Linked DNA regions of Mus musculus: regions 1, 2, 3 and 4 are each linked to region 5. The links are chromatin contacts, called in public HiCAR-type, HiChIP or PLAC-seq and promoter capture Hi-C maps. All regions are on one chromosome and are shown on one strand. The core of a region is the stretch at or near the end of the contact, and the rest is flanking DNA. Distances in the headings are between cores, read along the strand shown. Region 1 holds the start of Rad51 (RAD51 recombinase). Region 2 holds the start of Pla2g4e (phospholipase A2, group IVE). Region 3 holds the start of Ccdc32 (coiled-coil domain containing 32). Region 4 holds the start of Knl1 (kinetochore scaffold 1). Region 5 holds the start of Rtf1 (RTF1, Paf1/RNA polymerase II complex component).

Region 1 (3,195 bases), core at 82-2,581, 560 kb before region 5:
AAATCCCAGCAACCACATGGTGGCTCACAACCATCCGTAACGAAATCTGATGCCCTCTTCTGGAGTGTCTGAAGACAGCTACAGGGTACTTACATATAATAAATAAATCTTAAAAAAAAAATTACCTAGGGCTGAAGAGATGGCTCAGCAGTTAGGAGCACTGAGTCCAGTTCCCAGTAACCACATGGTGGCTCACAACCATCTGTAAATGGAATCACAACCATCTGTAAATGGAATCTGATGCCCTCTGGATGTCTGAAGACAGCTACAGTGTACTCATTAAATATAAGTAATTTTCAGCTAAGCATGCAGCTACGTTGTTGAAGTGCTTGTGTGGCATGCATACAATCCAGGATTCAATCCCCAACACAGAACATAGTAATGTTCCAGCAGTACAGGAAACAAAGGTGGGAGAAGGATTGTCATTCTTGGCATAGAGTTAAGGAGCCGGGCGGTGGTGGCACACGCCAGCACTTGGGAGGCAGAGGCAGGCGGATTTCTGAGTTCGAGGCCAGCCTGGTCTACAAAGTGAGTCCAGACAGCCAAGGCTACACAGAGAAACCCTGTCTCGAAACCAAAAAAAAAAAAAAAAAAAAAAAAAAAAGAGTTCAAGGAGTATGAGATCTTGTCTGAAAACACCTAGATGTATAACAAGAAACATACGAAGTTCCTGGCAAACTCCACAAACCTTTACTTTATTCAATTTTGCTCCTACTTTTCTGGAGTAACCACTACAAAGCGAGAGAAGAAAAAAAACACTAGAGAGTGAGTTATTTCGCTTTAGTTTTTGGTAGTTTTATGAATGTATATATTTAGATTATATCCACCGGTCCCAACCCCCGCCCAATTAAAAGGTTTTTTTTTTCCACCTCGCTGATTCCCACACTGGTTTTCTAATCGCTGGCTCCATTCGCAGGTTTTATCTTTATTCCAGCTTCTTCATCTCTGCCGCCCACAGAGACCAAGAGAACACCTGGTTCCAAAGCATACCATCCCAACTACCAAAGATCCACACTCTGCCAGAACTGGCCAAAGCCTTTCTGACCGAAGTCCACATCCGCTGTGCAAGAAGTTTTGCAGAGGTGCTTCCGCAGCAGTGCATTCTGGGTTATGTAGTCCTGGGCTGATCACATCGTCTTTGCAGACTTGTAGTCCTCAGTCGGGTAACCAGAAAGGCCGGATCAGAACAATCATAAAGGAAGGGAAGAGTGACCCTACGAAATCACTCGGCTTCAAAGCCGTCCGGCATGTCCGTCAGGTTCGCAGCAGAAGCGGAAGTAGGTATGAGGCGGGTCGGAGAAAGGCGTGATGACGTTGCAGCGATAGGAGCGTGAGGATTTGGCGGGATTTCCGAAAGTCGCGCGCCGTGCGCAGATCCGCGCCTGGGCAAAGCCGAGGCGCTCCCACAGGTGTGGCCAGGAAGACTGAAATTTTTCGTAGAAAACCTGACAGAGGAGCAACGAAGCGCGTTCGAGCCGGGTGAAGTGGGGGGAGTGTGGTGTGTGCAGAGCCGGCTGCCCGGAGGAGCGAGCGGCCCGTGGCCGCGGGACAGGTGAGTGTGCGGCGCCGGCGCACCCCTTCCATGGCCGCTCGGCTTCTTGAGCCGGCTCAGGCCAGTGCTCCCGTAGCCAGCTTTGTGGGTCCCCTCTACGCTGAGAAACCGGAGAAAGGCGGAGCAGGGCGACCAACCGACCGACGCTAACTGACCCACTGAATTCGTTGTGGAGAAAACCGACCTGTACTTCAAGCATTTGTTTTGAGACCCGAGGTCACGACCTAGGCTGGGCAGGGCTCGAACTGCTACCCTTAGTCTCCCAATGCTGGGATTTACAAACTTTCAGGTTCACTTCTGTGGTCCGGACGCAGGAAGCTGAGATCAGAGAAAAGTGCTCACAGCTGTTACGTAGTAGGGCCAGGGCTAACAGATTCTTGGTTACTTTAAAATGAGGGTAGTGGCTGGTCTCTCTGGAGACTGAAGTAGAAGGCCCCAGAGTTCAAAGATTGCGTAAGCAAAAGAGTAGCAAAGACCGAGAAATAAAACAAATTTCTAAAGAGAATCTTGGCTAGATGACTCACCTATATAATCGTAGCACTTGGGAGAGGCAGGAGGATGACAGTTTCAAGACCATCCTGAGCCACAAATGGAAGAGCTGTCTCAGAAAAGGAAAAGTGAAGAACAGGGGCTGGAAGGTGGCTCTGCTGTTAAGAGCACTTGCTGCTCTTCCCAAGGAACTGAGTTCAGCTCCTGTACCCACATGGTGGCTTACAACCAACCATAACTCCAGTTCCAGGGGATCCAGTGCCGCCTTCTGACCTCAGATACCAGGCATGCTTGTGGTACGCACACATGTATGCAGGCAAAATTCTCATGAACAAAAAAGAAATCTAAAAGGAACTTCCAAGAAATAAAAATAAAATGAAGTATAAAATACAAAGATGTATAAAATACAAGTGTATACGTGAGTGAATACAAAGTGAATATATTGGGGGCTAGAGAGAGGGCTCAGTGGTTAAGAGCACTGACTGCTCTTTTGAAGGTCCCAAGTTCAAATCCCAGCAACCACATGGTGGCTCACAGCCATCAGTACAACTGCAGTGTACTCATATACATAAAATAAAATCTTTCAAAAACAAGACAACAAAAAAAGAATGTATCTATGTAATCACTAATAGACTGCTGTTACCATGCTATAAACCTCTTGTTATCCTTCCTGGTTTTAGTATTTCCCCCTCACCCTGATGGCTGAACAGTGATTTCTAAAACTGTTCACTAAGGTGGCCTACCTTTAAAAGGCATTATTTAGGCAGGATCTGATTTTGTAACCCAGAAGCTAGTTTGGAACTCGGGATCCTACTGTCTCTGCCTTGTAGGTGCTGGGACTACAGGAGAGTACCACTGTGCCGGCCATATTTTTGGTTTTGTTTTTTTTTTTTTTGATCAAGGATCTTGCATTTTAGCAAAAACTGACCTTGAACTCCCCATCCTGACTCAGCTTCCCCAGCTCATCTTCGCCTGTTTTTAAATTTCATGTAAATATGTCAGTGGTATTGGATGTTTGTTCCATATGCTTGCCAACACTTGATTTTTTTTTAATTTTTTGATTTTTTTAATAATTTATTTTATATGCATTTGTGTTTTGTCTGCATGTATGTCTGTGTGAGGATGTCAAATCTTGGTGTTGTAGACAGTTGTGA
Region 2 (3,186 bases), core at 632-3,131, 570 kb after region 5:
AGCCTCTGCTCCTTGTGAGGGAGACATAGGCCAGGCTCACTGATAGACCTCAAAGTGTGAATCACCATTTCATCCCAGATCCCCAGCAACAAACAGAGGGAAGCAGAGAGAGGGAGCTGACGCACTTTGGCTTTTGTACAGTACGACATTTATCAGATAGGACTTATTTAAGATGTTGCTCCCTTCTCAGTAGCATGTTGCCACATGAACAGCACTGCTGTGTGGATTGCGTGTGGACTGCATATTTGAGCACTTGGTACGGTATGTCCCAGGCACTATGCTGGGTCCTTCACTAGCATGGCCTTCTTTCTTCTCAGTATCTCACGAATAGAAATAGATACCCATCTGTCTTAGTCCCTGTTCTATTGTTGTGAAGAGACACCATGACCATACCAACTCTTAGAAGAGAAAGAATTTAATTGGAGGCTGGTTTGCAATTTTAGAGGCTTAGTCTATTTTTAGCATGGTGGGAGCTTGGTGGCAGATTTGGCAGGCATGGTGATGGAGACTTAGTTGGGAGTTATATCCTGATCCGTAGGTGGGGGTGGGGCAGGGGGCTGAGGTGGGTTGGGAAGGGAGGACTACTGGGCCTGGCAGGGGCTTTGAAACCTCAAAGCCCACCCCCAATGACACATTTCCTCCAACAAAGCAACAGTACTAGTCCTACTTCTACCAAAGCGGTCCACTCCCAGGTGACTAAATATTCAAATGTATGAGCCAATGGGGGCCATTCATATTCAAAACCACCTGTGTGATCTTGAATAGATTCCTTAACAAGGCTGAAGGCTCTGGCGTAACTCCAGCTCCAGGGGATCTGACTCCCTCTTCTGCCCTTGTAGATAACTGTACACATGTGACATACACAAACATAGTCACACACATACATATACAAAGCTTTTTTAAAATCTTTAAAAAAAATAGATGTCTAATATCTCCAAGCTTTATCATCTCACTAAGTGCATACATGAATCCTTGCCTAACAGAGTATTGGATACATAGCAGGATACACTCGTTCAAGGGTTACGACTTCTGTTAGCTGGTTTTCTGAACACAAAGAGGTAAAGACAGGTAGGTTGATGGGGTTGGAGAGGGATCACCTCCAGAAAAAGAAAAAAATTAACAAAATCTGAGCTTTAAACTGCAAGAACACATGTGATCTTATTCAGAGTCAGGAGAGGGGCGGGATCAAGTTTAAGGGGACAGGAGCCTTTCCCCTCAGAAAAAAGACATACCTGAGAACTGCAAGAAGCCATGGAAAGTAAAGGTGAGGAGGGCACAGCAGTCTGTGGGTCCTGTGCATCTTCAAATCCACTGCAGTTTCTTCCTAGCTTGCTGTCTTCTTCCCCTTGTGGGTTCTTTGGGACAAGCATGCTGGTCCCCAGGCCATGGTGGCCTTCTGAGGCGTGGGTCATCCCAGCCACGTCTGCTTCATCGGAGTGTGGAATAGACTGCATAGAGCTGGAGCCGATTTTATCCTCAGGGAAGTTCAGGAGAGGTTTGGGAGAAAGGAAAGGTGTCAGCAGGTTCCTCCAGGAGAAATGTCAGATAAATTTTTAAGGAGGGAGGGAGGGAAAGAGGTCACAGCTTCGCTAAGGGAGCGCCGGAAACATTTCGAGCAACCTGGTTGGCAAGAGTAAAAGAAAGGTTCCGTGGTGTGCAGAGGGTCAGCACGCAACAAGGACTGCGCCGCCGCCGCCGCCCCGCACTACGTAGTGCTAGACGAGGAGAGACCGGCTTTGCAGAGCTGCGATTCAGGCTCGGGGCTGTCTCCAGCTCTGCACTGCAAGAGCTATTTTTAAGCGTGAAACTCAATATATCCCAGAGAAGGGGGGCGGGGGCTGGCGATATGCCTGAGGCTAGCAGGATCTAAAGGAGACTCGCATTCTCATCCCGTAAAGCCATTGCTCAATTGTTGCTCCTCATCCCGCATCTCTGTTTTGAGCTATGAAAACAAATACCCACCTCTAGGCTCTCAGCTGATGGTGGAGACTGGTCATTAACCTTGCCTCTCATTTCGTCTGGCTTGATAAATGATATGATGAAGTTGAAAGAGAATGCACCATGGTATTATGTTTAAAATCACAAAAACAAAAGCAAGCCAGGTCCTCTAGAAGAGCAGCATGCGCTCCTGACCGCAGAAGCTGAGCTGCCTCTCCAGCGCCATCTTGCAGTGCGCTAACACAACACGCTTGCTTAGTTTTTTCTCTTTTTCCTTTCCCCCAAATTTTTTATATATTATACATCCCAATCACAGTCCCATTCCCTCCTCACCTCCCAGTCCCGCCCTTACAAAACCCTTCTCCCATTATCCTCTCCCCTTCTCCTCAGAGGCGGGAGAAGACACACCCCCTTCTTGGGTACCAACTACTCTGGATCATCTAGTCCCAGCAGGACTAAGCACCTCCTCTCCCGCTGAGACCCAACCAAGAAGTCCAGGTATGGGAAGGGACTCTAATGGCAGACAACAGAGTCAGAGACAGCACCCCCTCCAATTGTTAGGGGACCCACATGAAGACCAAGCTGCACATTTGCTACAGGGCATGCTCTTTGGATAATGGTTCATTCAGTCTTTGAGCTCCCATAGGTCCGGTTAGTTGATTCTGTGGGTCTTCTTGTGGTGTTCTTACCCCTCTGGCTTGATCAATTCTATCCCCCACTTTTCTTTTCTTTTTTCTTTTTTAATATTTATTATATTTATTAAAGTACACTGTAGCCGTCTTCAGACACACCAGAAGAGGGCATCAGATCTCTTTTACAGATGGTTGTGAGCCACCATGTGGTTGCTGGGAATTGAACTCAGGACCTCTGGAAGAGCAATCAGTGCTCTTAACTGCTGAGCCATCTCTCCAGCCTCTATCTCCCACTTTTCCACAGGACTCCCCAAACTCTGCCTGATGTTTGGCTGTGGGTCTCTATTTCCCTTTACTGCTGGATGAAGCCTCTCAGGAGACAGTTATGCTAGGCTCCTGTCTGCAAGCAGAGCAGAGCATCATTAACAGTGTCAGGGGTTGGCTCTCTCACATGGCATGGGTTTCAAGTTGGGCAGCCATTGGTTGGCCGTTCTCAGTCTCTGCGCCATCTTCATCTCTGTGCATTTTATAGGAAGGACAAATTTTGGGGTGAAGGTTTTGTGGGTGGGTTGATGTCCCCCTCCCTCCACTGGAAGTCCCACCTGGCTACTGGAAG
Region 3 (3,486 bases), core at 831-3,330, 650 kb before region 5:
ACAAATTTCAGCCCAGAGATCCCGGCCAGACTTTGTAGCCGAAGAGTCAAGGCTCTCAAACATTTTCATCTGGAGCTGGAAAATGAAACTCAAGTGAGTAAAGCCTAGTTCAACACAGAAGCGTGCTGGGTGCGGTACTGTGCTGGGTGCGGTGGTGAACACCTTTAAACCCGAATCTTGGGAGGCAAAAGCAGGCAGATCTCTGTGAGTTCCAGACCAGTCAGGAATATACAGTGAGACTTTGTCTCAAAATAAATACATAAAGAATAAATGAAAGAAAGAAAAAAGAATGCAGTATAGTAGATGGAGAGATGACTCAGAGGTTAACAGCATTTATTGCTCCTGGAGAGGATGAGAGTTTGGTTCTCAGCACCCACATAGCAGCTCACAACCATCTTAGACAAAAGTTCCAGGGCATTCAATGCCCTGTGGACACCAGGCAGGCATGTGGTGCATAAACATACATGCAGGAGAAACACACATAAAATAAAAATAAATAAGTCTTTATACATATAGTGGAGACAGCTGTGGTGGTATACACCTTCAATCCCAGCACCGAGGAGGCAAAGCAAAGCAAGAGGATATCTGTGAATTTGAGGCTAGCCTAGACTACGTAAGTGTCAGCTCAGGGCTACATAGTGAGACTCTATCTCAAAATACACACACACAAACACACACAAGAAACATGAATACATAAAGCAGTTTGAGATGTCCATAAAGGAGCCCAGGACTTTACCATGGGCTGGACAGTGGATTCTGCTGCCTCACAACAGCCTTCACCTACAGGATGAGGCTCCACAAATGAATCTGAGAAGCTACAGCCCCAGCCCTTGCATTTTACATATTCAATGAACACAAGACTCTCTATGTTCCCATGGTGCATCCGTGGCTAACTACTGTGCTGTCTGCAGACCTCCCTCATACAGCTGTTCTATCATGGTCAGTTAGGGTGTCTTCAGTGGGACACAGACTGACAGTCTTACATTGTCCCTCACATGTGAAAACAGCAAAAATGGGCTTGGTGAAAAGTCATCATAGCGCAAGGTTAAGTGTGTATTACAGTGGCAGCAGGGCTGTGTACTTCAAGTTCCTCCACACCCCTATTCATACTTTTTCCACTTTATTTTTTTATTATTACTATTTTAATTGCCCATATTTTTGCTGTAAAGTGCGATAATTGAATAAGTGTATGCAATGTGTATTCAACCAAATAATTAGCACTGAATGTAAATAATGAAAGAGAGGCATTCTCATCATTTTAGAGACACATTTAGGAATGGTGAAGCACATCTGTACTCCTGCACTAAGGAGTCTGAGGCAGAAAAGAGCATGAATTCCAGGAGCTGGTGAGGAAGAAGGAAGTGGAGCAGGAAAAGGGCGAGGAAGAAGCAGGAAGAGGAAATAACAAGATCAAATGAGCAGTTTGCTCAAAGCAGCATTGCTGGTATATGATGTTTTGCTTCCAAATCCTTATTTTCACCCAGCACCAACACTATGCCTGCTTGGGAAACACACTGAAAGTCGCCCACGCCGAGATGGGAGAAGGGCTATGCATAGAGTCTAGGGGCTTCCATAACCATCTAGGTTTATGGAATCGGTCGACGCCTTCTTTTAAGAGGGCTTTTAAAGATCAGGAAAGCTGACAAGGGCAAAGTCTGAATTCCAGCCAAGTCCAGCCAGCGCGAGGGCCCAAAGTAGATAGTAGTAGAAGGTCAGATATGTCACGAAGTCCTTAGAATCTCCGTGGAAGTACTCTACACACCCAAACCCCAAGTCTGCACTCACTCGGGGGTGGGGTGGGGTGAGGCATGTCCCTGACCCCGGGAACCTTCAGAACGGTAGAGGAAAACGTGTGTCCAGATCCCAGGCCTCAGTCACCCCGGCCTAAACAAATCACTGGTCTTGACGATCCGGCCCCTGATACCCTCAGTTGTGTTTCGGGGTCAGGCCATAGTAGGAGATGCTAAACACGGGACACCGCGGCCCCTCACCTACCGCAATTACCTGCCCAGCAGTTTCCAAACGCCCGGCTCAGGTTTGTCGCTGGCAGTCAGGAAGAATCGGGGAGGGGCGGAGTCTCTGAGTGACGGAGCTGAGAAGCCCTCCAATTGATGTCTGATTTTCTGTCGTTCTATGAGTTGATTGGTAAAATAGTTAATGACGCCCAGAGGCGGGCAATCGGTGGGCGGAACTAGTGGTTGCCAGGAAACGATGGAATCTCCTGTCCAGAGTTTAGTACCTTAACTCTCCAGGACCGGATTGATTCTTTGCAGGCTCCAGAGTTCCAGCTTTTCACCACCCATCCCAGACTCGGCTAGGGAAGCCAGTTTTCTAGACTTTTCTTGGTCCCCAGAGATCTTGATTTCTAAAGTCCTTCTGAAATAAGGTCCCTGCTTATCTTACAAAACTAGATGGTCCTCAAAGCCCCAAGGCTCTAGGCGCATCCCCTTCCAACGGCCCTTGCTTGGATTGTTTTCAGTGTGTATCCCAATATTAGGTGAAAATACAGATTTGGGGTCAGTAAATCGTGTATCAATTATCTCCCAAACAATCCTCTGAATATTTGTGTTACCTTTACCTCGTGACTATCTCAAGTTAGAGCATGTCAGTGACTTAGGATATCGGGGCCTCAATTCACTGACTCCTGAGACTTCATTTAGTTAAAAAAAAAATACTAAGCTCCTACTCTGCTATAGGTATTGTGAGTGTGAATTCAGAACACAGAAGACTTGTTATGGTGGGGCTGGAGAGATGGCTCAGTGGTTAAGAGCGCTGAATGCTCTTTCATTGGTCCTGAGTTCAATTCTCAGCAACCACATGGTGGCTCACAACCATCTGTAATGGGGTCCAATGTCCTCTTCTGGTGTCTGAAGACAGCTACAGTGTACTCATATACATAAAATAAATATATATTTTTAAAAAGACGTCTTATGGGCCCCAGCTTAGTGTAGGAGGAGGTCCACCAGACAGACAGACAAATGTACAAATGGCACCAAAGACGTATGGAAGATGATGGTAGTGTGGGAAGGGGGAGAGAGAGAGAGAGTTTATAACACCTTCAATAGCCAGATGTAGTAGTGCCTGTAACCCTAGCATTCTAAAGCTGAGGGCATGAGGCTGTGGAGTTCTAGGTCAATCTGAACTGCAAGTGAAAATCCTATCTAAAATTAAAACTATCTCTCTTACACAGCCTCCAATGATTGTCAACATGTTTCTTTGGTTATTCCTTGTTCCCAATGATTAAAAAAATGTTGGGGTAACTTTAAAAAAAATTATATGTATGTCTTCCATTTGGTGTCTGTAGAAGGTTGTGAGACTCCTGGTGTGGGTGCTGGGAACTGAATCTGGTCCTTTGGAAGAGCAGCAAGCACTCTTAACACCTGAGCCCCATTATTCCCACTTTCTAGAGCTGTTACTCCGTCACAAAGAAAGCTGTGATGGACAATATCAGCCAATCACCCATACCAGTAACTCGGCTGAGGAGAT
Region 4 (3,233 bases), core at 569-3,068, 630 kb before region 5:
TGCCTTCCAATCATCAGTGCCACAAATCTTGCTGAAGCACCTGCCCCTGGTGCTGGGCTCTTGAACACTGAGCATGCCCAGTGAGAGGAATGTAAAATCACCACTCCAGGGGATCATTAAGAACTCTTCATGATCTGGTACCATACAGGATGAGGGTTAAACATCATGGAGTCAATAGATGTGGGTTACACTGTCCTGTCTGCAACTTAGAAGCTGTATAGCCTTGGACAAATTAATCTTTCAGTGTAAAACAACAATAATAGAATATGAAGACATCTATCATGATCACAGGGTTCTGCAGAGTCGGAGACACATAATCCATGTAAAATGTATGTTGCTTTTAGTTATGTAAAAAACATTAAGGGTTTTTAAGTGTGAGTTGAATGAATTTGTCTGATGATGTTACAGGAGGAAAATCTCTGTTCTTTTTTCTATTCCTAATCCTTTGGTTAAATCCAGAAGATTCAGCTTTTTGTCTTTTGAAAAGGTAGTCGTGTTCCTCTTCTTCAGTAGTTTCTGGATCATAGCAAGATTTCAAATGTCATGGGCATTTTTGTTTGTTTGTTTGTTTTGTTTTTGGGAGTTTTGTTTTGGGGTGGGGGTGGGGGGATTGAGACAGTGTTTCTGTGTAGCCCAGACTGTCCTGGAACTCATGCTGGAACTCACTCTGTAGACCAGGCTGGCTTCGAACTCAGAAATCCGCCTGCCTCTGCCTCCCAACTGCTGGGATTAAAGGTCTGCGCCACCACTGCCCTGCAAAGGGTTCACTTGGGTTACCCCCCCACCCCCACCCCCACCCCCACCCCTACCCCCACCCCCATGGGCACCTTTTTAATGTATACATTGAAAACAAATCCCATAGCTTGCTTAAGGGCTGGAAGAGGTGGCATTTGTAATGCAATATGGTACTTCACGATCAGGACAGGTATTAAACCCCCAAAATAGCGATTATGGGGGTATAGCTTTGTAATCCTAGCATTTGGGAAGGCGAGACAGGATGATTTTTAACCTGGAGGCTAGACTGCTACACAGTAAAACTGTGTCTCAAAATAACAAAAACAAAACAAAGCCCTCGGAGTAAGAGCTCATTAAAGACTGAAAGCATTCATCTCAGAGCTAGGACATTTCATGTTCCAGACCACCACTGAACATGTCCTGTTATTTTACTTTGTAAGAAATTAAATTCCTAGAAAAAAGTCTCTTTATCTGCTTTTTCTTCATCTGTGAGTCATAACATTCCAAAAGCAGCCTTTCAAATATCTCAATTCCTTCAGCTGATTTCAAATATCAAATTCCTTCAAATTACAATATCACCAACTAAAACACCTCGATGCTGAGACTAATTGTGTTAGATAGAACCTGATCGGAATTAAAACCCGAAGCAATATTTAATCACTTCCATCCTGTGGATTATAAATTCACATTACACTAATTAGCAAAAGACACTTTCGACGAGGATGGGATTCGAACCCATGCGTGCAGAGCACAATGGATTAGCAGTCCATCGCCTTAACCACTCGGCCACCTCGTCCCAGAAGCTAGTTTCTTCCTGGTAGCTATAGGGAGTAGACACAGAGCGCTGTGACGCAATACCATGGAAGTCGCCATTTTGTACGGAAGCCAACAGTGCGATTGTTTACTCTGCAAACACTCGAAAGAAGATGGCCGTTCTCAGAATAACAGAGACGAAGAAAATTCTGTAGAAAAGAAGAAAAACCCGAGGGAACTTAAGTCAGAGCAGAGGAGGACAGAGAAGTTTATGTCTTAGGGGCGGGGCCGGTCTGGAGCCGAAGGGGTGGGGTCTGCGCGGCGCGCAGCACTGAGCATGCGCATCACTAGGGCGGTTAGATTTGAATACTTCAGGGACGTTGAGAGGTGACGTCCGACTCCAAGGAGCGCGAGGACCCCAGACAAGTCAAGCAGGTGGTCGGTGGCGGGTCAGAATGCTCCTTTCCGTTCTGGGCTCCTGAGAGGGCTCGGGTTCTGTTTGAGTGCTGAAGGGCGGGCGCGGGTTGCTGAGGTCGCTCGGTCGTCGGGGCGATCTCGGAAAGGCCCTGCAGCCGACCGGACCGCGCGAGCGCCAACGGCCCGCTCTCCTTCTCCTGGAGCGCCGCGTTTCGCTTCTCCTTTCCCAAAGCCGCTCCATTCCCGGGGTCGTGTCGTCTGCGCGGTGCGCCGTGGGCCTCCGGGTTCGCCCCGCCCATCATCTTTGGTCAGGGCTCCGGGATCCGGTCCCACCGTCTCTCGCCAACTCCTTGTGGTATGTGTTTCTGACCGACGTTCCCTGCTTCCGTGGTCTGAAGGCGACGAGTGAACTTTAAATTGTAGGCTCCGTCCGAGCACAATAATAGAGTTTCGGGTTTCTGCAGGTCCAACATTAGTAAAGACAAATCGGTGTGTTAGATTACATAAATTTCCTTTCCCATCCAAAAGACTTTGGATTCCCTTTGGGAAGAAAAATATTGCCTACTGCAATTTTTAAAATGTACTAGACGTTGTAGTTTGATTTATGCTCATATATTTGAATGCCGAGTCAACTGAGAGTGGCACTGTTTGAAAGGATTAGGAGGAGGGGTGGCCTTGTTGGAGGAGATGTGTTAATGAGGGATGAGCTTTGAGGTTTCCAAAACTCTGCCTGCTGTTTGTGGACGTTCTTGGCTACTCCTTCAGCATTGTGTTTGCTCGCAGGTTCCCCATGATGACTGCTATATAAGTCTCTGAAACTGTAAGCAAGACCCCCAATTAACTGCTTCCTGCTATAAGAGTTGTGGCCATGGTGTCTCTTCACAGCAATAAAACTGTGACTAAGACAGAAGTTAACAGAGATAAAGCATGTGGCTAAAACCCAAAGCAGCAGTTTATTCTAGACACCAAGGTTGACCGTTAGTTTTCATTTCAGTTAAATTGGTTCCGTTGAGTCCCTTGTATGTCTCATAGGTTCATTGTCTTGTGCTAAAGTAGACTTCATGGGGATGGCATTTCATTGGTCAGATTGTTGGAGAGATGATTTATAAATATGGAAGGAAATATATCGTAAGGTATTTGGTCATTAAAGGTTAGGTTCAAGCAGTGTACTTCTTGACTATGTGAATGGCTGGAAACCTTTACAAGTTGATAGATGTAAATGGAGTAAAATGTTTGGGATGGTGATATAAATGATGTGTTTGATGCTGAGAATACGAGAAGGTACTGATTCTAGATACTGGATCGAACAAGCGTTTCCAATAGAATTT
Region 5 (3,369 bases), core at 850-3,349:
AATCAACAGATTTTACGCAAAGGTAATCTTTAAAGTTCATTGAATATATTATAGCTTTCTTTTCAACAATCCTGTGGTAGATGATACATTTAAAAGGTCCTTACCAGAGGCATCAGACTTAAGGGTGCCTAGAAACTCAGGAGTTTCTGTGGTCCTTTTAGATAATCTTGGCCATGGACTTCATGTGAGAATTTGCTGGGGAGCAGATGTCTAGTATTTTCTGTTAGGTAAAACTCTTCTGGAGTAAAATGGTACCTGGGTCTTATTTAGTTTGTTTCCATCAATGTAATTCTAAACATCTCTTCAAGTAGCTAATAGCAGAGAGTGTTTTCTCTCTATGGATGGTATTATATTAGGTATACATATATATTATATATACACACATTACACACAAATGACTGGGTTTTGCTATGTAGTCTAAGCGACTGTTAATATGTTATTCTTCTGCCTCAGACTGATGAGTTCTTCTGGGGCTGTTACTATTTTGAGGCATGAACATTTGTTATTGCTTTTTTTTTTTCCTTTGGTTTTCTGAGACAAGGTTTCTCTGTGTAGCCCTGGCTGTCTTGGAACTCACTCTGTAGACCAGCTGGCTTTGCCTCCCAAGTGCTGGGATTACAGGCATGTGCCACCACTACCCGGCTATTGTTGCTTTTAATGATGAATATTAAACCTAGAGCCTTACATATGCTTGTAAGCACTACTACTGAGCTATATCCAATACTTTATTTCTTCTTATTCCTCCTCCTCCTTCACCTTCTTCTTCCTCCTCTTGCATTTCAAGACAGGATTTCTACGTACAACAGCTCTTGCTGTTCTGAAACTTGATTTGTAGACAGGCTGGCCTGGAATGCAGAGATCTGCCCACCTCTGCCTTTCAAGTCCTGAGATTAAAGGCATGGGCCACCATTGCCTGGTATTTATTTATATATTGATTGATCGACTAAGACAGGGTCTTAGCCTTGGACTCATTATGCAGACTTAGGCAGGCCTTGAACTTGTGTTCCTTATGTTCTTCCTGTCTTAACCTTCCAAGTATCTAAAAATATGGGTTTATAATTACCACACCTGGCAAGGGATGTGATGTGTACTGTAGTTGAGCTGAGAAAAATAACTTAGAGAGTCAAAGTGGGATAGTAAGAAAGCAAGACCTCATCAACTTAGTCGAGAAAGATTTGAATTCTAAAGTTGTCTATCAGAATGAGTGAACCAGTGCGTTCTAAGACTTGAGAACAACTTCAAATTGTAACTGTTAATACTCCCTAATATAAACCCTGCTGCACATAAATAATATATAAAAATGCATTCCCAGCGTTGACCTTTTTGTCAGATGACTTCAAATTCAACGACATAAAACATTTCCTATACAGCCCTCTTCCCTTCCAAACCTCTGTCATATTTTCTTGACAAAGCTCACACTCATCTTCCTAAATCAGAATCTGAAACCTCTGCCTCCTCTGCGCCCCAACTAGCAAATAATTCAGAACCCATCTATTTCTCTATTCTCATTCTCTTCCAGTGTTGAAGTCACTGTCGTTCCTTACCAAAGACCCAGGACACTCAAGCGAGTTTGAAACTACTTAGCATAGCTCATTAAATTACTGCTTTCTTCCCGGGCCACCTCTCTGCTCATCCCACACCCCGACACCTGGTCCTTCCCTACAATGAATCTGAGTTCTCCGATTATCGCTGGAATAGTCTTCCCTAGTTTTTGGGTCGCATTTAGGCTGTCACTAATAACAGCCCAGGCAGGCGGACTCTGGCTCCTCCACCCAAGCTCTCAGCAATTTCCAGGGGCTGTCGACTATGCGGGTGGTCCCTGAGGCCGCATTCCAGGGCTGGAGATGGATGAGTTTCCTCAGAGTGGACCCTGGTCCGGAGGCTCAAATTCGCTTCAAGTAGGGAACTCCTGGGCAGCCTACAACTCCAACACTGCAGAAGCTTCCGGACAGCTAGATCAGGGAGCGTTGGTCCGGAACCCTCGGGCGCGTGGCTCCGCCCCTCGCGCTGCGTCGGAGGTGGGGCGGGGCGGGGCGCCAGGCGCCGGCGAACGGCGTGCGCCAGGCGGGGGGCGGGGCTAGGGGCGGAGCGGAGCGCGCATGCGCGGTCGCCTTTGTGTGGGTCGAGCGGCGGCGGTGGCGGCGGCGGTGGCGGCGGCGGCAGTGGCGGTCCCACTGGCAGGCGGGCAAGAGGGGAGTCAGGGCGGCGTCCGGCGTGGAAGCCGGGGGACCACCATGGTAAAGAAGCGGAAAGGCCGTGTCGTGATCGACTCGGATACGGAAGACAGCGGCAGTGACGAGAACCTGGATCAGGTGAGGGCAGGCCGCGGAGGCGCGGGCCGGCAGAGCGGGAGGGCTCAGTCCTGGCCACGGGAGCTGGGAGTCGCCCGGCCCGAGCGCCCGGCCAGCCTGGTGTCCGTCCCGCTACTGTAGTCCCTTCCTGTCTCCCCGCTGAATCTTAGGCCCTTGGAGCCCGGGCCAGGCCTGGAGACAGAGCCCCGAGGACTTGGCGCCTTGGGCCGGGAGGCGGGGCAGGGAATTGGGCTGATGGGCCTCGGGGTTTGGGGTACTGAAGGGGGCCGCTGTCTGCTTGGGCCGGATCGGGACGTCATGACTGCAGGCAGGGAGATTCGGGCTGGGCGAGATAGGAAGTATCGCCCGCCAACCCCAATGGCTGAGAGATTTTGGAGGAGGTGCAAGGGTGAGCATGGGGCGGTGGGAGGGAAAATTTGTCTAGAAGGTGTGGACTCTGGAAGGTGAAGTTTTTCAGACCAGGCATGTGGACATAGGAGAGACACCCATACATGTCCCGAAGAGCTTTCGTGGTGCTTGGGGTGGGGGGGAGACTATGATCATTTACGGTCGAAATGGGTTCTCGTTGGGATGTCTGACAAAAAACTCTTTGGAGGAGGAGAGAGGGCAGATAACTGGAAGTTTGAATTGTAGGGCAGCAGAGAGAGACTGTGTTCCAAGCGCTCAGCCTCTTTTATGCAGCAGCATAGAATTCTTTTTCACTTGAAGATCTGAGAAGTACTGAAAGTAACTTGTGGCTTTAGCGTCTTGGAGTACCCGGCATTGCTTCTGTACTTTAAAAAAACACTGCAGGGAGGAAGCTGTTTGTGTAGTAGTACTCTGATGGTATCAGGAGATGATTTCCTCCATGTTTCATGAGTAAATGACATAAAGGAAGGGTAGGAAGCTTTATAAATGGAGTAGATTGAGTACTAAACTCAGAATCTGTAATTCTGATTCCTAATTTCTTTCTAGCCATTTACCTTTGGTTTCCACTGTAAAATGGACATATAATATCAGCCTCATGTATTGAATTGGACAGTTGCATAAAACAAATGTTTATAATAAAAAATGTTGG

What was found. Promoter capture Hi-C pulls out the DNA fragments that hold promoters and counts their contacts. HiCAR-type assays count read pairs that join an accessible place to other places. HiChIP or PLAC-seq counts read pairs in DNA pulled down with a chosen protein or histone mark. Capture Hi-C pulls out chosen DNA fragments and counts their contacts.
Region 1: a HiCAR-type map of astrocytes shows a contact between it and region 5, with 2.5 times the contacts expected there. The contact joins the promoter of Rad51 here to the promoter of Rtf1 in region 5. A contact is called at or near these places in 1 of 39 promoter capture datasets (liver), 1 of 484 Hi-C or Micro-C datasets (liver) and 1 of 115 datasets of contacts at active chromatin or transcription factors (astrocytes).
Region 2: a contact with region 5 is called in a promoter capture Hi-C map of cranial neural crest. The contact joins the promoter of Pla2g4e here to the promoter of Rtf1 in region 5. A contact is called at or near these places in 2 of 39 promoter capture datasets (cranial neural crest and frontonasal cranial neural crest).
Region 3: an H3K27ac HiChIP or PLAC-seq map of thymic regulatory T cells shows a contact between it and region 5, with 4 times the contacts expected there. The contact joins the promoter of Ccdc32 here to the promoter of Rtf1 in region 5. A contact is called at or near these places in 1 of 484 Hi-C or Micro-C datasets (CD4 T cells) and 3 of 115 datasets of contacts at active chromatin or transcription factors (extraembryonic endoderm stem cells, memory CD8 T cells and thymic regulatory T cells).
Region 4: a contact with region 5 is called in a promoter capture Hi-C map of liver, with 2.0 times the contacts expected there. The contact joins the promoter of Knl1 here to the promoter of Rtf1 in region 5. A contact is called at or near these places in 1 of 39 promoter capture datasets (erythroid cells), 1 of 484 Hi-C or Micro-C datasets (CD4 T cells), 4 of 115 datasets of contacts at active chromatin or transcription factors (extraembryonic endoderm stem cells, memory CD8 T cells, pancreatic cancer cells and 1 more) and 1 of 9 other capture datasets (liver).

What each region holds. Positions count from the first base shown.
Region 1 is chr2:119,111,483-119,114,677 of GRCm38.p6, forward strand. It overlaps Rad51 (RAD51 recombinase), which reads left to right and starts at 1,332. Exons shown (of 10, transcript NM_011234.5): 1 at 1,332-1,552.
Region 2 is chr2:120,243,454-120,246,639 of GRCm38.p6, forward strand. Pla2g4e (phospholipase A2, group IVE) reads right to left here and starts at 1,882. Exons shown (of 20, transcript NM_177845.4): 1 at 1,233-1,882. The coding sequence starts at 1,454.
Region 3 is chr2:119,027,313-119,030,798 of GRCm38.p6, forward strand. Ccdc32 (coiled-coil domain containing 32) reads right to left here and starts at 2,081. Exons shown (of 4, transcript NM_199310.2): 1 at 2,005-2,081; 2 at 1-75. The coding sequence starts at 69.
Region 4 is chr2:119,045,301-119,048,533 of GRCm38.p6, forward strand. It overlaps Knl1 (kinetochore scaffold 1), which reads left to right and starts at 1,819. Exons shown (of 24, transcript NM_029617.3): 1 at 1,819-1,923. It overlaps n-TSgct7 (a tRNA gene), which reads right to left and starts at 1,531; the gene lies at 1,450-1,531.
Region 5 is chr2:119,672,969-119,676,337 of GRCm38.p6, forward strand. It overlaps Rtf1 (RTF1, Paf1/RNA polymerase II complex component), which reads left to right and starts at 2,100. Exons shown (of 18, transcript NM_030112.2): 1 at 2,100-2,312. The coding sequence starts at 2,100.